Regions from separate parts of the Mus musculus genome. Here all the other regions are linked to region 2. A link is a contact called in public Hi-C, promoter capture Hi-C and targeted proximity ligation data. All regions are on one chromosome and are shown on one strand. The core of a region is the stretch at or near the end of the contact, and the rest is flanking DNA. Distances in the headings are between cores, read along the strand shown.

Region 1 (3,190 bases), core at 168-2,667, 130 kb before region 2:
AGGTCTGCCTGCACACTGCCATGCTTCCAGCCATAATGATAATGGACTGAACCTCTGAAACTGTAAGCCAGACCTAATTAAATGTTTTCTTAGTTGTCTTGGTCACGGTGTCTCTTCACAGCAACGGAAACCCTAACTAAGACAAGGGGTCTCTCACCTACTTTAGCATGGAGGGCTCTCCTGCCATGGCTTTAATCTGACCAGTTTGGGAGAAGAGACTCATAGCTGCAGGAATCAGCTCATTGGCTCCTAGGTTGACAATACTCATGGGGGAAGAAGAGGGCTCAGGACTGCTGTCAGACCTTCCGAATCAGCAGCCTGAGATCTAGCTGCTGGACTCATCAGTTAGAAAGGTTTTGCCAGCTGGCTCCCAGCATGGCCAGTTGCTTCTCCTATGGTATCTGCTCTTCTCATAAAACTCCACATTTTAATAGTGGGCTAGATGTTAGAGAGAGCCACCAGGAAAACACGGACAAATACATGAGACTAGCTACCACAGTGATGCTGGTAAGGGCTTCTGGGATGGGGGAGCACAGATACATTGGGGGTGAAGTGAGCTTTCAACCTGTATGCATAAACAGAGCCCCAGCTTTGCTCCCAACTGTGCAGGGAATCATGGAAAGAATGAATAGTCATGTATATAACTTATTTCACAGCACTAAGTTGAATTGCTCTTAGTTTGGAGATAAAACCTATTTGCCCCTCTAGTTGTTGGCACTCAGTTCATATCTCCTTTCGAAGAACAGATTTCTCAGTAGGTAAGAAAAATTCAAGTACCAGGAATTCAGATTTATAACCTATGATTTGTTTGTGAGGCAGGTTGCTGATGGAGTGTCTTTGTATTCCTGTGAGCCATACGCTCTAACCTAAGATCTTATAGTAGAGCCTTTAAGTATGGACTTCTGGAGCTGGGGAGGCTGCCCAGTTGGTAAAGTGCTTGCCAAGCAAGCAGCACAAGGACCCAAGTTCAGATTTCTAGCACCAGGGAGACAAAGGCAGGCAGATTCCTGACTTTTCGAAAGACAGATGTGTACATACATATGTACATACCTTCCACCCAACAGAGAGAGAGAGAGAGAGAGACAGAGACAGAGAGAGAGACAGAGAGAGAGACAGAAACAGAAAGAAACAGAGAGAGAGAGAACATACTCTCAATCAGCAGTTAAAAATATACTTTTAAGGCATCATAACTTTTCTCTTTGCTCCCTAGTCAATTTTGAGAGTATACTTAACAAACCAGATTCAAAGAAACCAGTGGAACTTTAAAAGTCACAAAGAAAGATAGTCTAAAAAGAATTCTAGAGACAGCCATTTCCTACTGCAATACATAATTTAGGTGTGGACTTCTCTGGATGCCGTTCAATGCCTCAACGTTAAGGGCTCTAAAGACACAGAGGACGACAGCAGATACTTGAAGTATTTATAGCTTATATGAGCACAGATAAGGATAACGTGTTTAAATGAGAAAGCAGGCCACTTGGAACAGAAATATGACTCACAGAGAAACAGAAAAATCTCAGCTGTAAATTGCAATGTCAATATTTGATGTACTTTCCCGTTCCTTGTTTGATGCATTTTCTCCCCAGGCTGTCTGTATTTGGTTTTAAAACTTAGTTAAGCCAGATGAGACACTTACAATCATGTCAATTCTGATTTCAAGAAATACCATGTACTGTACTAAAGAAATAAGACAACCATGATAAGGACAGTTTGCCGATTAGCTTTCCCTGCTAAATAAGCAGGGCTGAGCTCGGTGGGCTAAGCATTCAGGGGTGTTCACTCCCAGGGCTCCTCGGGCTATATTTCTCTTCAGGGTTTTTTAGCATCCCTGAGTCTCTGATCCTCATGATTTCCCTAAGGAGAAGGTAACTGTGGTAGATCTTCCAGCTTTTTGTACACAAGAAGGCTAACAGCAGAAACGCCTGTGGGGAGAGCAGGCAGGAGACAGGCAAGAGGATGAAGAAGAAAGGGTGGCACCCAGAGGGTCCTCAGGTCTCCTCATCAGCTGAGAAGTGTCAGGAAAAGTGAAACTGCCTGAGCTTGCTAGCTGGCTTCTTGTAAGGGCGTCCTGGGATCTCAGAAATGCTTTCTCAGTTGTCTCTGGGAGAGGTTGAGCACCACCCAGCTGCAGGAGGGTGGGCTCAGTGGAGTGACCATGACTGATCAATGCCTCTGGGCCTCCCTTCCCTCACACACTGCAAACACCCAGCTCCTCCCTTCTGCTTCCGATGGAGTCCATGTTTAGTTCTTGCAACTGAACCCTGACTGATAGCTAAGTATGAGATCCCAAATACCACAGTAGAATGCCAGAGAAAACTGCTTAAAGCAACGGAGCACCAAAGAGAGGGGAAAGACTCTTGGAGTATTATAGACAGAAGGCTCACTGGTCCATTTCCCACATGCACATCTGGAGGTGAGCTAGCATCAGCAGGAGAGAAGATGTGCATAATTAGAGCACAGTGCCCAGAGTGCACAGCTGGGTGGGCGGGCATGGAGAGGTAGCTAGACTCTATCTGGCCACAGGACTGGCTTCAGGGGGAGGCCAGAGCCCGAAGAATCCCTGCGAATGCTCAGGAGTTTAATAGCTCTTACCAAGAGATAGAGCACTTAAGAACCCTTCTGATATCAACAAACCACTTACCCACCCACCATCACCACCACCACCAAGAACCACAACCATTACAAAACCCCAACCCCAAATACCATTCCCTTAGTGCTGGAAATTTCAGGAAATGATTCAAGAGGGCATTGAATGATACGCTCCTGATAATGACCATAGTAGCAAACTATAAAGAAGTACCATTGTTATGAGAACTGTTCTTAACGTTGCTGAAGCCTTGCTGTGACTTTTCTGCTACCCTCCAAGTGTCACTTACACTCATGGGGTACAGCCCCCTGCATCTGCTGCACCATACATCGAGGGGCTTGACTGAGAAGCCAGATTTAAACATTCATAGCCCGCATTCATATTAAGCTATTATATGTCACATTGAATGTCTTCAAACCTAGAAAGCTGGGCGAGTCAAATGTCCTTTATGTACTTTAAGTGACTTAAGTCATCTACAGAGGAAGGAAGCTTTCTGGTGGTTCTGCAGGTGAAGCGATCCAAACCAACCCCCGCTGTCTCACACTTGTCCGCTTCTCCAGAGCCAGTGCTGCCCCATCTGCTACCCAACAGTCTGGACTCTTC
Region 2 (3,240 bases), core at 226-2,725:
TTCTTTTTAAAGCTGTAAGTAGGTAAATTCTTCAGTAGATGTAAAATAGCAACCATTGAAAACACCAAAAATTAGTGTGCCATGAACTATGGAATTTTAAAACATCAGTTTACTAAACTGAAATTCAACATTTATATTTTCATCAGAACTTAATAATCCCATAAATAAATAGAGCTCTCAATTATTTAAAAAATCAAGGGATAACATATGTATTTAGACATATTAGCAGCGTAAAATGTATGCTTCAACACACTTATTGATAAAAAGTCCGAAAATATTACTACACTGAATTCAAGGGCATCCCCAGGAACCTGACATAGAAATTCTCTAGAATAACATTTCAGGAATTTCCAAAAAGAGGGAAGAGTCAAATAGGAAACGGCTTTAACGTAATCGACAAAGTTCAGTGCTTGCTCTAACTTGATTTTTTTCTTTCTTTTTTTTTTTGTTTGTTTTTGTTTTTTTGTCTCTCCATTGGGGGAGGGGGATTCAAGATGAGTGAGTCACTTTGAGGAAAGTTCATCTACTGGAATAAAGGGGGAGGCTGCTTGGGCGGGCGACACAGGAGAGTCGGTGGTAGTGCTGACTTTCGCTGGTGAGTTACAGGAAGATCCGGCACTGCTGCTGTTTCCATCCAGGGTATCGGAAGATACGCACACACCGGGGTCTGACAGCTGTGCAACGTCAGAAGACAGCATGTTGGTGATGCCCTGGAAAAATCTCTTTGGCTGATAATCAGTTTCCATTTCACATTTTCTTTTCAATGGTCCAAGAACACTTGGTCTAATGCAGTTGATGGGACTCTGGCTTCTCCGGGTGGTAAATCGGGTGGTTGGGCTGGGAATGGGACTTGGAGGCAGTCCGTTGCTACTCACAAAACTTTGCAAGGACGGTGAGAAACACTGCTTCCCAATTCCCCGGGTCGGGGACGGTGCCGGAGACACCGGAATGAAATCGATGCGCTTCGGGGAGGCGGATTTCTCCACGTCGTTGTCACTCAGGCTGAAACTTTCCTCCCAGGAGTGGCTTATCTGCATTGCGGTCTGCACCTCGCGCTCGTGAACGGTCTCTCGGTTGATCAGGTCCATGCCCTCCTCCTGTTTGATCTGGTGCAGGCGGCTGCTGTGCATTCGGACCGGCGAGGCCGGGAGCAGCAGGCCGTGGCGGCTCGGGAACGTCGTGCTGTTCCGTCTGGCGCTGGGCGCCTCGGCCTGGAACACCGGCGACGAGTCGCTGAGGCCGTGGATCAGGGGGGCGCTGTTAGACCTCCGCAGGCCCCCGCCGCCAGGGCCGCCGCCCTCCGCCGGGCTCGCGCCCGCGGGCAACTCCAGGTCCAGCTCCATCTTCTCCTGAGCCATGGCGCGGCCGGGAGGCGGGGGCGGTGCTCAGTCAGGGCCCTGGGACTCCCATTCCCCGCGGCCCAAGGCCGCCGCCGCCGCCGCCGCCTTCGAGAATCTGTCAGCGGGTTCGCGCCTCTGCGCAGGCGTGCCCCTTCGCGCAGGCGCCCTGGCACGCCCGTTCTCGCGGCGCCAGCTTAGTGCGTCATGGCTGCGGCGCCGCGGCGGGGGCAGGGGGCGAGCAGTGGTTGGGCGACTCCAGTGTTCGTTTCTTCCGCAAATAGTCACTGGGCGCGGGCTCGCGGGAAGGCAGGTTACGGAGGCCGGGGCATTGAGAAGTGTATGTGCTTATGAAGCAAGTGTGAGCTCAGAAAGATAGGCCCTTGGTGATGTGGGGCTTCATGATTGAGCTTGGCCCGGCCTGGTGGGCTTCCCAGAGGGAAGTCTGAAGGAGGCCACGGCGGCGCTTTGTAAAACTGGACTGGAAGCAGGGAGCCACTGCTACCCAGCTAGGTGACAGACAGGAACCAGGAGGACAGGGTTGTTAGCCTGATGGTGGACAAGAGCAAGTTCTGGGCTTTTTTTGAGAACAATGAACTCCCGGGCGTTCTCAAGGAAGCATATTAGGGTACAGGAGCAGCCTTTGGCTGAGGTCTGAGGAAGAAGACATGGGATTAGAACCTACAGGGAAAAGGCCAAAGAGGAGGTTGATTTACACTAGGACAGAATCGGGGAGGGCCAAGAGAGAATAGTAGACTTAAGGCGGTTGGGAGGAAGAAGCTTTGTGACATCTTTTTTAAAAAAGTTGTCATATTTCTGCCGTTAACCGTGCACATACTAATGTTCACTTGGTGTGGGAATCCAATGAAAGAAAAAAAAAAGACACATTCATAGATCAACAGATTTTTAGCTTATGTAATTAATACAAAACTTTGTATCTCATTAACAGGGAAGTTGTATGTGTTCATTTATTCAGTCAAGTCTCCTATTCGGGCATACCTACTTACTATGTACCAGGTACTGTGCTAGGAAATGGACTTGTGTGAGGACATTCAGTTTCTACTGGGTGGGAGTGGGGGATGAGAAAATAGGGGACTTTTGGTGGTATGGCTGGAGGTAGAAGTGGGACGGTGTGGTCAAGCACTACCTATATATAGCCCTTGAGGGGCAGTTGGGCAGAGTTCAGTTGTAAATGACAAATCCTGTGGACTGTGGGAGGTGGGGGCAGGGCCGAGTGTTCCAACCAATGCGAAGGGCCAACATACCCACCCGTCTGGGGAAGAACAAGGAAAGAAAAATCAAGAAGGAGACAGGTGACCTGAGAGGTCAACGGACTGAGCGCCCAGTCCTATGATTATAAGTCCCTGAGCAGTATTAGGCAGGGGAATAATAGGCTTGGGCTTTATCTGTTATGGTTTGAGATGGAGTCTCACTAAGTCATTGCTCAGGCTAATCTCAAACTTCTGGGCTCTAGTGATTCACCTCACTCCCAAAGGAAGTAGGGCTAAGGGCATATCGTGCCACACTCAGCATGGTTTTTGCTTTAAACACCATGGAATGAGCTGAAAGGGGGCCAGAGGCAAGAGTGGAGGCCAGAAGATAGAGTAGAAAGCTGCTACAGAGAGCAGAATACTGGGGTAGGGTTGTAACAGTAGGGAATGGGGAGAAGGGGATCCACTGATGTCATCTGGGATGAGATTTGCCAATAGGTTAAATTTCGGTGTTCAAAGAAATAGGGAGGCGGGGAGGAGATAAGGGATTTTTGGAGGGGAAGCTAAGAAAGGGGATAACATTTGAAATGTAAATAAAACATCTAATTAAAAAACAAAAAAAGAAATAGGTAATTTAGATGGTAATGTCAAATGAATAGGAAAGGTACATGGGGTGGAGGTTGAGTTTTCAG
Region 3 (2,951 bases), core at 374-2,873, 220 kb after region 2:
GGGGGAGGAACTAGGATCCCTTCCCCACTGCACTGTTCCAGTGGTGTAAACTCAGCACACATTACTCTGAACTGACTGTGACTCAGGCATGGAACTGTCATCTACACTGTCCTCACACACCACAGTCCTCCCTGGGGGACACTGAAGCCGAAAAAAAGCACCATGAGACAGTCTTTGAGTCTTCTCTCAGGGATAAATAATATTTCTATTTATTCTTTGAGAATTTTGTAAATGAGAAAAGAAAAATCTATCTACTTTCCTATCAAACATTGTATTTCCGTAGGTGGATAATTAAAAAGTTACAGGGTGATGCAAATGTTCTTTATAAATCAAAACATCACAATATCAAGGTTTTAAACATCTGGGGATGGTAGTATTAGGATATAGGTGTTCATTCCAGATGGACCATAGAATACAAAGGACAAATAGGTCAAAATAAGGGGTGATTAGACGACAAAGTGATGTTTGGATGGTACTAGATAGGTCAATCATTTCCTCTGGAATATATGTATTTTAAGTTATTATCTTAATATAATATAATAATTAATTAACAATTAATTATTTTCTCTGGAATATATTATTTTAAGTTATTATCGACACATAAACTAGAAGACAAAGACAACCATCTGTTTTATTTTACTAAATAAATATTTGTAAACAAGAGATAGGAAGAAAGAAACGGACAAACTACTGTGAGAGAGATGAGCTTAATAGAGATGCCCAGGCCCAGGCCTGTGTTAGCAGGGGCGTTTCCACTGAGTGGAATTGAGGGCGCCAGCTCTTTTCTCCTCCCTGAGGAACTGTGGAGGCCTAGGCAAGGACCTTCATTGCCTCCATGTTAGAAGCACCACCTTGTCCCTTCAAGCCAGCCCTTCCTGAGGTCAACCTGGACTGGTGACACTGCTTATCTTGGGGAGAGTTAACAGGCTCTCTGTACAGTTGTTCTCCCAGAGCCTGTTTTGCACAGCTGATGTCCCTGTCTGTATCGCCTAGAGGATGCTGCTTTCTAACAGGGCTAGTCAGCTGGAAGAGATCTGGAGACAAAAGGGGTCAGAATTAGGCTTCACTTCCTGCTAGTCTGGAATTGTAGCACTAGAGGATAAGACCTAGGAAGATGGGTTGGTTTTAAGTAATTCTGTGCCAGACTGGAAGGTACTCTGGGTACACCAGGGCAGTTTTCAGAGGTGGCAGAGCATCTCCATGTTTTTTGTACCTGCAGTCCAACACCATAGCACCAGAGGATGGGAAGGGAACCCACAGCCAAGGAGTCTTCCCTGCAGTGCAAAGCCATCAGTGGGGTTCCTGGAGGGCCACTATGCACTTTATGTGTCCTCAGTCACAGGAGCATGGTTCTTCTCACGTTCTGTGCCTTTAAGACTCAGCTGTCATACAAACCCTTAGTGTTTTAAATAATTGCTCTTCTCCTTGTAATGCGAGTTGTGCTAGACTGTCTACCAACAAATTTAGCAAGACTTCCGTGTCTTGGAAAAACATCAAATTAGAAGTTTCTTCACCTCATCCAGGGCTTATTTTGAGTCTCGCAGCTTAGCTAAGATAGCATGCAAAGAAAACAAGCTCACTTGTGGATTGACACTGAGGTAAGGTTTCTATGGAGATGCAAAGTGAAACTGGTCTTCCTGTTTTCCTTTCTGTGAATTGACCTGGAAAGCAGAAATAAATCTTCCGAGGGCCTCGGAGACAACTTTTTTTCTTGGGTTGTTTTCTGTGCTCTTGGTAATTTTCCAGCTGTAGGAAGAAACAGCGGAGGCTAAGGAGCCCTCGGAAGTACATGATAGTTGGGTTGGCATTTGAGGATTTATCTGGAAGGAAGGCCAAGCCTGCTAAGCAGAGGGAGAAATAAGGATCTCAAAGGCCAGCCACTAAAGGCTTCTCTGACTTTTAAGTACATGTGAGTCACCTGCAAGCTTATGACAGTGCAGATCTGTTCAGTGGATCTGAGAGGAGGCATGAGTCTGCAATTCTAAGCAGCGCCTGTTGCCTCCAACCAAGAATCCTTTGGGTTGGGAAATTTCCAAGTAGTTTGATAAACAATAATTATACTTGTTTTATAATTCCTTATCATTTTTTCCTAGCTAAAAGTGAATTTTCAATAACTGCAAATCCCTGAGCCCTGTCAATATGACTTAGACAATGTTAACACAAGCGGAAGTGAACAGCTTGAGTCGCTGAAACAAACACCCACAGACTGAAGAACAGCAGGACACGTCCAGCTGCAGGATCTCAGGACTGCATCATCAAAGTGTCTCAGCATTTTGGGAACACCACACTGGCCATCCTGACCCTAGGTTATGCTTAAGAGCAAAGGATAGACATTGAGGACAGACTCATTGCTTGTGGTGGATCCTGAATTTGGAAGTGAGTATGGGAGTTACCATTTAAGGCATCTGTCCCTCACAATCCTGCAAGGGAAGTTTGTTCACACCAGTGTAGCTTGGGCAGCTGGAGAAGTGCCCGTCCGTGTTCTAACAGTTTGACACAGACGGCAACTAGACTTTTCTTTCTCCATTTCATTTAATCCTTTTTTTCTGGCGTAGGTAAAATATTTTTCCTCTAAAAATCATGTCAAAGCTACTGCTTAAAAAGAAGGAAGAAAGGAAGAAAGGGAGAAGGGGGACAAGGAGGAGGAGGAGGCATAGGAAAAAGAGGAGGAGGAGGAAACTTTCCAATAGGAAACAAAATACCTGAAAATTTAGACTTCAAAAAACATTTTAAAGCATTTCCCTGTTTGGTTATAATCAAAAGCTAAGATGTTTAATCTCATTAGGCCAATTTTGCAGATTTTGAAAAATCTTGAAATTTATCCAGATTCACAAACACACATAAGTACTAGTGTAATTTTGCTTTTTAAAAATATTTCACTTATTTTTATTTTATGTGTATTAGTATTTGTCTAAGCATATGTCTATATACCACATACATGCAGTACCTAC
Region 4 (2,905 bases), core at 14-2,513, 250 kb before region 2:
GTCCAGTGTGGCTGTACTGTCTGTCCCCATTTTTAAAATAGCATTCAGATTTAAGGCTGAGTAGGAGTCCGACGTGATTCATTCCTTAGCTGGGCACCGCCACTTTTCTTGGGCCAAAGGTTCCCAAAGGTCAAAGTGCAAATAGATCCCAGGGCTAACAGGTCTAGGGTGCGGCCTGAAACCTGGGTTTTCAAGAGGCCCCCAGGCAATGTCCCAGAATCCCTCTCTCCTTACCAGGAAACTGGTCTTTCAAATGAACTAGGAAAGTCGGGAAACTTTTAGAGGCCAGAGGAGCCTCTGAACAGAACCCGCACACCTGCGGACCTGGGAAGGCGCGGTGGACAACTCAGAGACAGTAGCTCAGAAACCCTCTCGCACACTGCAGCAGCCTGGAAAACACCCTTTTCAAGCTCGGAGAATGCTTGGCATTCGGTGGCCTTTTTCCAACATAAAAATCTCCAACTCGGCTTTGACTGAGAGTCCCATAGAAAAGCCACGGAAAGCAGCCCTGGAGAGCTGACAACGCCCTGTGTTGACAACTCGGCTCGTCCTTTATAAAAGAGTCGAAAGACCCCAAATATATATATACACACACACACAAAGTCGAATTAAATGTTTCACAAAGCGACGGGACTGTTTTCCTGTCGGCGGCGGGGGAGGGGGCAGACTCATGGTCACCAGGATCGCCCCCACCTGCACACAGACACCAGCTTTCCCTCGCTCCGCGCCCGTTCAGGTCACCCACCCCTTAGATACCATCGCTGCCAACAGAAACCCAAAGGCCCTCTGAATCTAGCAGAAGAGACGCTCTGCGGGAGCGAAACAATGTCCCCGCCTGGAAGGACAAGGAGGAGCCAGGCACCTGTAGCAGCGGCGTAAACTCAGATCCCGGGTGACCCTAAGTCAACCCCGGTGATGCGAGGCTGCCCAAGGGTGGGAGATGGAAGTACGCACGCAAAAAGCAGTGCTCAAGAAATCACATCCCAAACCCCACGGGGACAACCGGCGTTCACGCACGCTGCCCCGCGGCGAGCCAAGGCTCCAGAGCAATCTTGTACCCCGGGAGGGACAGAGCCGCAGGTACTCGCCTGGAGAAGGGGGGCGGCGGCAGCCAGCAGAGTCAGCGCGCAGAAAGCGACGGTCCCAGGCGTCGGGCGGCGCAGCGCGGGCAGCGCCTGTCCGGAGGCGGAGTGCCGCGGGCTGCCGCAGCAGGCGGGAGCCAGTGACCTCCGCCACCGGCCGTTCCTGGGTATTGTTGTGACTCAACCTATTTCCTGTTTGGAGGGCTAGAAGAAAGGGGGACAAGTGCCTATCTAGAGTGTGTGTGGTTAGGGGGAGGGTAGATGGGCGGTGGCCATCACCTGCTTCCTCCAGACCCGGAAAAAAAAAAAAAAAGTAGCTCGCGCCACTTTGGGTCGTCCTGTTGGCGGAGGGGGAGGCCTCACCGGCGCCACCCAGCGGTGGGGCAGGGATTGAGCGACGCTTCCGCCTCTTTTCTCAGCAAAACCCCCAAGCTTCGGCTCAAGAGTATAAACATTCGCAGGGTTTATCTAATTCGTGCCCAGATCTGCTTTCAGTCTTTCCGCAGGTGCTGGCGAGGAAAGGTCAGTCACCCCTCAGAAACCACGGGAAGGGTGTTTGTGGGTCACTGTATGTATACGGTAGGGGAGTGGAACGGGTTGATTTTTGTTTGGGGAAGAAGAGAAACGGGTAATGGTATCGGTGAAAGATAAGTTTTAAGATCAATTTCAATCCCCCTCCCCCTCCAACCTCCCTGGTTCTCTGGCTCTGAGGCTCCAATCCGGAAATACCGGTTCCTCTCGGGGGACAATAGGTGAGGGCGGAGCACTAAGCCCAGAGCCTGCTTAGTCACACCGCGGGGAAGGAGGAATGTGCCTAGTGCCCAAGGCTGCACCCGGGGCGCAAGTTCGCCTTCCATTTAACCTAGTCTGGTTAAAAAATCCTAGGAAGAAAAAAAGAAAAGAAAAGAAAAAGAAAAAAAAAAAAATAAAAAGAAAAGCTGGATAGTGGTAGCGTATGCCTTTAATCCCAGCCCTTGGGAGGCATAGGTAGACGGATTTCTGAGTTCGAGGCCAGCCTGATCTACAGAGTGAGTTCGAGGATAGCCAGGCTACACAGAGAAACCCTGTCTCAGGGGGGAAAAAAAATCCTAAGAAGATTCCAGGGTACAGGATAAAAGTTGTGGTGATGGCGAGATGGATAGTGGTGATAGTTGTGCGGTGTGAATGCTCGCACTTGCCCACTGCGTTGCAATTTTAAGTATTTTAGTTTGCTTTTTTAAAAATCCTGTAAAGGATGCTGAGGTTCTATTCCAGGCAACTTCGCGCACGAGCGCCCTCTCCTCCCCACAAAACCCTTTCGCCAGGAGTAACTATGTCAACTGAGACACTCTCTCAAGGAAAAAAAAAAAAGAACAAAAACAACAACAACAAAAACAAAACCCCAACAAGAGAAACCAGGAGTGGTAGCACAGATTTGTAATCCCAGAGCTGGGGAGACAGATCCTTGGATTTACCAGCCCCCGAAAAATGAAAGACCCGGTCTTATAAACCAACATGGACAGATCCTGAGGAACAGGTGTTATCAGACCTGCCAATACACACACACACACACACACACACACACACACACACACACGCCCCAGGCAAAGGAAGATCAAACCTGAAGGCTCAGGCTTTAAGAAAGTATCACTTTAAGAAAAATGAGCACAAGCAAACTGTTAAGCAAATAAAAGCATACCAATTGTGCCTCCATTTACTAAGAAAGGAAAAACACCTACCCATGAATTTGCTTTTTCTTTTTTTGAGTTGAGGTCTTAGTTACTATGGCCCTAATGGCCCTTCCATGCAATCCTGCTGGTTCCAATTTTGGGGTAATCCTCCTG

What was found. Promoter capture Hi-C pulls out the DNA fragments that hold promoters and counts their contacts. Hi-C and Micro-C count contacts between places; a contact is called where the count stands out from the background.
Region 1: a contact with region 2 is called in a targeted proximity ligation map of pancreatic cancer cells. A contact is called at or near these places in 1 of 39 promoter capture datasets (3T3-L1-derived adipocytes), 1 of 484 Hi-C or Micro-C datasets (muscle stem cells), 7 of 130 datasets of targeted methods (bone marrow-derived macrophages, cardiomyocytes, embryonic forebrain and 4 more) and 2 of 9 other capture datasets (adipose tissue and pancreatic islet).
Region 3: a Hi-C map of nephron progenitors shows a contact between it and region 2, with 1.6 times the contacts expected there. A contact is called at or near these places in 2 of 39 promoter capture datasets (hippocampal neurons and pre-B cells) and 6 of 484 Hi-C or Micro-C datasets (the AML12 cell line, large pre-B cells, lens fibers and 3 more).
Region 4: a promoter capture Hi-C map of embryonic stem cells shows a contact between it and region 2. A contact is called at or near these places in 1 of 39 promoter capture datasets (embryonic stem cells), 1 of 484 Hi-C or Micro-C datasets (embryonic stem cells) and 4 of 130 datasets of targeted methods (bone marrow-derived macrophages, embryonic stem cells, memory CD8 T cells and 1 more).

The regions. Positions count from the first base shown.
Region 1 is chr19:24,341,559-24,344,748 of GRCm38.p6, forward strand. The region is part of intron 13 of Pip5k1b (phosphatidylinositol-4-phosphate 5-kinase, type 1 beta); the gene reads right to left. Among named protein-coding and RNA genes, the nearest start is that of Fxn, 63 kb to the left of the region's middle.
Region 2 is chr19:24,475,999-24,479,238 of GRCm38.p6, forward strand. Fam122a (family with sequence similarity 122, member A) reads right to left here and starts at 1,476. Exons shown (of 1, transcript NM_026520.3): 1 at 1-1,476. The coding sequence starts at 1,358. The coding sequence ends at 504. All of the region lies in intron 1 of Pip5k1b (phosphatidylinositol-4-phosphate 5-kinase, type 1 beta), which reads right to left.
Region 3 is chr19:24,697,143-24,700,093 of GRCm38.p6, forward strand. All of the region lies in intron 10 of Pgm5 (phosphoglucomutase 5), which reads right to left. Among named protein-coding and RNA genes, the nearest start is that of Gm38581, 8.6 kb to the right of the region's middle.
Region 4 is chr19:24,223,763-24,226,667 of GRCm38.p6, forward strand. Tjp2 (tight junction protein 2) reads right to left here and starts at 1,264. Exons shown (of 24, transcript NM_001376368.1): 1 at 1,089-1,264.